2 separate regions of the Bos taurus genome follow, and region 1 is linked to region 2. A link is a contact called in public Hi-C data. All regions are on one chromosome and are shown on one strand. Each heading gives the region's core, a stretch centred on a gene start, on an enhancer-like site or on the middle of the called end of the contact. The rest is flanking DNA. Distances are from core to core; before and after follow the strand shown.

Region 1 (3,086 bases), core at 385-2,884, 72 kb after region 2:
ATTGATAATGGACTGGGCCTTTGGGGAGGGGATCACTGGGGGTAGGGGGAGCGAGGAATGAACTGGCATGAGGAAAGCATGAGGAAACGAGGGAGGGGCCAGCTTTGGCAGACGTGGCTCAGGCTGTCTGAGTCGAACTGGGCCTTGAAGTTGGGGTTTTAATTTTTGGCCAAGCTGCACAGCGTTCAAGATCTTAGTTCCCTGACCAGGGATTGAACCTGGGCCCCAGAAGTGAGAGCGCTGAGTCCTAACTACTGGACCATGAGGGAAGCCCTGAAGTTGGGGTTTTAAGAGGCAGGACTTGTTTTTCAGTTGCCAAGTTCGTATCCAACTCTTTGCGACCCCGTGGACTACAGCACGCCAGGCTTCCCTATCTTTCACCGCCTCCCAGAGTTTGCTCAAACTTATGTCCATTGAGTCAGTGATGCCATCCAAGCATCTCATCCTCTGTCGTGTCCTTTTCCTCCTACCCTCAGTCTTTCCCAGCATCAGGGTCTTTTCCAATGAGTCAGCTGTTGGAAGGACTAACGGGTAATTTTGCCCACCTGTCGGTGATGGGGGTGGCTCAGTAGAGGGGGAGGGGTGCAATCAGACCTCCTTCCAGAGCCTGCTCTCTCTCAGCGTCTGCATTTTCCCTTCCCCCCTTTTCCTTGCCCATTTCTTCTTTCTCATTTCCATTCCTTCCTTTGTATACGGTCTAAGCTCAGCTTTCATTCCACAGCTAGCTAATGCGTCTATTTTGACCTGTGGTCCTCCACCCTTTGCCTAGTCTCTGGGCTCTGTCATAGTGACCTACAGTACAAGGATTTCTGTTGTATTTATGAATGTTCGTGTTCCCTGTTGGACAAAAGAGTGGGTGAATTAAGCATCAGATTTTCTTTCCCCTCCCAAAGAGAACATGTAAGTAAATAAGGGCATCCTGTGCTTGACCAGGCCTTTGAGTGTTTCCATTGTGAATCTGTAGTCCTTGGTTACCGAAGGAGGTTCATGGTGGAGGTGTGTAAGTTCCCGCTTTTATCTTTCATTAGAACCAGCCTGCCCTTGCACTTTTCCATTTGTTCTTTAGGTGGATGGGGTCAGCTACCTCCTTCAGGAGATCTATGGGATTGAAAACAAGTACAACACGCAAGAGTCTAAGGCAAGTTCCATCCATGGTTCTTTTTTTTTTTTTTTTGGCCTTTCCCTGCAGGATATGGGCTCTTAGTTCCCCTACCAGGGATCAAACCCTGACCCGCTGCAATGGAAGCACAGTCTTAACTACTGGACCACCAGGGAAGTCCCCCATCCACAGTTCTGAATGTCCTCTTCCCAGGAGGCAGGGTGAGGATCCTGATCCAGCCAGGATCTAGGAATTTAGCACACCAAACTCTGAAATTTGTCTGGTCCTAGAAGGGTATTTCTTCTTCCTCATTTCAGATGATTATAATTATATTTAAATTTGGAAATGAAAAAATGGGCTGGTTTGGATGGGTTCTTCTACGGGGCTCTGCTCACCTAGTTCCCTGGACCCTCAGTTTGTCGCTGCCCCCTCCCCTGTGTGGCCTTCTGGGCTCCTTTAGCTCTGACTGATGGAGAGGACCAGATCTCAGCTCCAGAGGAGGAGCTTGGCACACACAGTTGCCGAAAGTGAAACTGGGCGTGCACATGCACTTGGTAAACCATGAAGTTCAATGCAGGTGCAAGATTCTGTTCACAGGACTTGTCTCAGCTCTGCAGGCGAGCTGCCTTCTAAACCATGGGGGATTTCCCTGGGGGTCCATCGGTTGAGACTTTGCCTACCAACAAAGGGGTTGCAGGTTCAATCCCTGGTCAGGAGGCTAAGATCCCACATGCCTTGCAGTGAAAAAACCAGAATATAAAAATAAAAAAACAGAGGCACTATTGTAACAGATTCAGTGAAGACTTTAAAACTGATCCGCATGAAACAAACAGATGAATAATAAAATAAACCATGGGTCATGAGAGTCTTTGTGACACTGGCTGTCTGCCCCCCCCGCCCCCGACAGGTGGCTGAGGACGAGGTTAGCGATAACAGTGCCGAGTGCGTGGTGTGTCTCTCCGACGTGCGGGACACGCTGATCCTGCCCTGTCGCCACCTCTGCCTGTGTAACACCTGCGCCGACACCCTTCGCTACCAAGCCAACAACTGCCCTATCTGCCGACTGCGTAAGCCCCCCGAGGCCCCGCTGGGCCCCCCAGGTCACCCCGCCCCCCAGCCGGGCTGGCTTCCGTGGAGGCTCTAGTCCCTCCTGACTCCCCCATGTCCTGATGACCTGTTTCCCTCTTCACAGCCTTCCGGGCACTGCTCCAAATCCGAGCCATGAGGAAAAAACTGGGCCCCCTGTCCCCAGCCAGCTTCAACCCTATCCTCTCATCCCAGACGTCTGACTCAGAAGAGCATTCTGTAAGTTGGGCCTTTTTTTTTTTTCCCCCACCTTCTGTCCTTCATGTGGCTTGGCAGCAAGTAAGTGAATCTTGGCACTCTGAAGTATTGAGTAAGCTGGCCGAGATCGCATTGTGTTAGAACCAGCCTATAGTGCAGTGGAAAATGATGTTCTGATCATTAAAACCTCCCCTTGCCACCTTGGGAGCTCAGTGTCCAGTTAATATTTACCATCCCTAGAACCAGCGGCTTGCTGTTTCACTCCGGAGGTGGGGTCAGTTCTGGAACGCCCCCAGGCAGAAACAAGAGGATGATTGTTTGAGGTTTAGATTCAACTTACTATTTTTATCTGAATCCTCAGAGGTGACTCTTTTTCTTTACTCCGTTTTATGGCTTCAGATACTAGGAACCAAGTAGATGAAATAATTCACCTTGGTCTCGTAGTGTAAGTGATGGTGCAAAGCTTCCGAGCTTTGTAGTTACAGACTAGAAGGTCTTGTCTTTAGGTTAATGTGTGAGTGGAAGAGATTAATTATTAATTATTCAGTAAGTGGTACTGGAATGATTAGGTAGCTATTTAGGGAAGAAAAATCAGTTAGTTTAGCACTTCACGCCTAATCAGATCATGAATTCCAGGTGGAGGAACTAGTTAACTACCCTAAAGGCAAAGCAAACCAAGCCTTAAAAACCCAGAATACTTTAC
Region 2 (3,297 bases), core at 335-2,834:
CGGGGGGCCCTCCTCCCCCAGCAGGGCACACTGGTGACTAGAGGGGGAAGAGGAGGCATTCAAACCTCTAAAGGGAAGGGATGTCCTGAGCCCAGTGGAGAGCAGGACGCCTTATGGCCAGCAGGGCAAAGGCCCAGGCCTGGCGCCAGCTTGGAAAAGAGAAGAAAGCAAATTCAGGCCTGAACCACTTCTGTTTCCTGTGCTTTGTATGTCTTCACCTACAGAGATTAAACGCATTCTTGGCTTATCTAGTCAAAAACCTGTAAGTCTTCCAGGCGGCTCGGGGTTAGGTCTTTTCCCACGAACAGGAAAGAGTGGACATAACTACCTAGGAAGAGCCCAGCTCCCAGGCCGGAGTGGATTTGTCCCTTTCCTGTTCCCCGTAGAGCTGGGTTGTTTGGAAGCGGTGGTGGGGCTGGGCGGGGGTTTGCTGCCACTCAACAGCAAGAAGTGGCGCTCTATAAACAGACACCCCCGGGTCCCAGTCCCCTGGGGGGTGGGGGGGGGGCCGGCCTTCGCTCCCGCTCTCCGTTTCCCCCTCCCCCTCCCCCGATATCCAGTTATCCTGAGCCCCCTCCCCACACCTGCCTCCTGGCTACTCCTCCAGCCACCCTCCTGGCCCCTGACCTAGGAAGATCGACGGGGCACAATGGCCCCGGAGGCCTGACCGCAAAGTTGGGCGAGCCGGCCGGCCCCGGGAGCCGCTCTTTCCTGGAAGACATTTTGGCTCTTTGTTTACAACGCGGCGCGGCGCTCCCCGGCAACATGGCTGTCACTGCCGGCGCCTGACAGCGGCCCCCGGCCCGCGCGCCCGGCCGCCCCGGGTGCGCCGCAGCCGCGGCGAGACCGGCCCTCCCGCCCGCCGTGCCCGGCCACACTTACCATCTGGTGGTGGTGGTGACCGTTGGGAATGTTGGTTTCTTGGAAAAACGTGCTCAGGGCGGTCTGCGGACAAACACAGCGGCAGGGTGGCGGTTAACGGGGGTCGAAGGTAGGAAGCCCAAGGGCCCCACCGACCCCACCGACCCCACCGGCCGGGACCCTCCGCGGTGTCCGTGGCGCTGCGCTCCCGGCCTCCGGGTCCGACCCTTCAGCCGGCAGGCACGCGTCGCTCGGAGGGGGCGTCCCCCAGACCCCGCGAGGGTGCCAGGCGGCAGGGCCCCGCGCCCCACGCGGGCGCCGATCGCCGGACCGGGCGATATACATAGAGCTTCCCTGCCCCCTCTCCCTCCGCGGCGCGCGGCCGGTCGCCCCGGCCTGCACCCCGACCCCAGGGCCGGCGGCCAGCGAGCGGGACCGCCCGGGAGCGCTGGCTCTCGGCCCGCACGCACCTCAAACTGCCAGTGGGCCGCCTGCAGCAGCTGCTTCGCCTGGTCGGCCGCGCAGCCCGCGGCCAGCACGAACTGGTTGATCATGACCTGGTGCCGCAGCTCATCCATGTTCACCGACATGGCTCCGGCCGGCGCGCACTCCCGGGCTCGGCGGCCGCGGGAGGCCGGCTGCCCTCCGCTCGAGCTCGCCGCCGCCGCCCGCGGCCTCCGGACCCTCGGCCGCCGCGCCGCCCGCCTGGCGAGTGTTGTTGTCCGACTCGCGCTGCCGGCCGACACCACAAACAACAGCGCGGGGCGGGGCCGCGTGTCCCAACGTTCGGGGGCCGAGAGCCGCCGCCGCTGATTGGCCCGCTCCGCTCGGCCGGGGCCCGGTTCCCGTGCGGACGTTCGATTCGAATCCTGCGGCCTGCGGGCCCGCACTGTTTCTCTTTTTGCCTGGCCGCGCCCATTGGCGGACGTCGGCGCCGTGGGGCTCCCGGGCATTGGCCAGACGCTGTGTTTTGGCTCGTTTGGGCTCCTGATTGGCCCCGACCCGGCGTTTGGGGCGGAGCCGCGCCATCTGATTGGTCTCCCGTGAGTCTGTTTGAACTCAACTTGAAAACCTTGAGTGCCAGCTGATTGGCTGAGGCGCCTCTATTTGCTGTTGTAGTCTTGGGGGGGTGGTGCGGCCAAGTTCATTCATTACTTCATTGAAACTGAACATGCTCAGCTGGAAAAGCAAGACAGTGGCTTTGACTCACTTCCTCTGAAAGATGTGGTCATCTCGAGAAACACAGTGATCAAAATAGGAAACAGAGTCTTTTAAGCTGCTCAACTCAAAATTGTTTATTTTTTTTAAACTTTCAAGCCGCTCTACTTTTTTTTTTTTTTGCTTTTTATTGAAGTGTAATGTAATCTCTTCATGCCTCCTTCCAGTCCAACCCACCCCAAAAGCCCAACAGTCTTTCCCTACGTTTTTAGGCCAAAAACTTGGCTTTCTGAAGATGTAAACTAATGTTAATGTACATTAAATATAATCGAAAGGAGAAAATGAGACTTTCTCAGACACCAATATTGAAAACTAAAAAAAAAAAATGTTTTTCCATAAATTGATTGACCTAACTGAAACTTTGTTTCTATACAGGTACTGGCTCTCAACTCTAGATATTTAAAAACAAAGTTTATTTATATACACTGAGCTTCCATCTTCTGAATTAGATTTAACCTTCAAGTTTTGTGCTTGGGAATTGTCAGGATGGGAGAAGAACTAGGAGTTTAAGCAGACTGAAGACAGGCCAGAGAATTTAGAACGGTAAATAAATATTGCTAGGAATTCACTGTGAGAATTTCTGTTTCTGAAAAACTTTGTAAGTTCTGGATCTAAAATACCAATCAAAGAGAACATTATAATTAATTATGAGTCTTCAGAACAGGAGGCTAAAGGAAAGGAAGCCATGATTCTATTTTGACTTTGCCTGAAGTGGATTTAACTCTCCATCTAAGAAAACCTAACCATATTAAAAAAAAAAAAAGAATATAAATAAGGAAAAAGTTACACCCAATGTTTATGTACTGATGAAAACCAGCTTCAGGCACTATAATGAGTTTGTCCCGTTTAGTTAGTCCCTTTGTTTGTTTGTTTGTTTTGAAGGAGCAGGAGTCAGCTTTTTGCCTGCCCAGACCCATTTCTGTTGCCGTAATTGTACTTCGCTCCCTCCAAGTTTGCATGGGCTGAGACCTGGAGTGTGGCTGAAGAGTCAAGTACAGCTTGCAGCCCTTCCCTTCCAGTAATTGCAAGGTGAAAACAAAAGTGAGCAGCCAGCAGTTGCGATTTGCCAGGGAGCCTGGGCCACAAGCAGCCTCAGAACAAGGAAGTACTGTGACTGTGCGGCTCCAGTTTTCGCAAGTACATACAGGTGTCCAGCATGCCAGGGCCATGAGTAGTAGGACCGAACTGGGCAGAGGCATTGCAGGCTGCAGGAACCCT

What was found. A called contact is a pair of places that touch in the nucleus more often than the background predicts.
Region 1: a Hi-C map of liver shows a contact between it and region 2, with 2.0 times the contacts expected there. The contact joins the enhancer-like site here to the promoter of UBALD2 in region 2. A contact is called at or near these places in 2 of 11 Hi-C or Micro-C datasets (liver and skeletal muscle).

What each region holds. Positions count from the first base shown.
Region 1 is chr19:55,519,222-55,522,307 of ARS-UCD2.0, forward strand. RNF157 (ring finger protein 157) reads left to right here. Exons shown (of 19, transcript NM_001205618.2): 9 at 1,067-1,138; 10 at 2,007-2,166; 11 at 2,292-2,404. Among named protein-coding and RNA genes, the nearest start is that of FOXJ1, 21 kb to the right of the region's middle. Within about 2 kb of position 1,635, at least 18 of the 102 cell types and tissues checked have an H3K27ac peak or open chromatin away from gene starts, as enhancers often do. A contact at or near this core is called in liver, where this site is marked.
Region 2 is chr19:55,447,457-55,450,753 of ARS-UCD2.0, forward strand. It overlaps UBALD2 (UBA like domain containing 2), which reads right to left and starts at 1,585. Exons shown (of 3, transcript XM_005221309.4): 1 at 1,332-1,585; 2 at 883-945. The coding sequence starts at 1,451.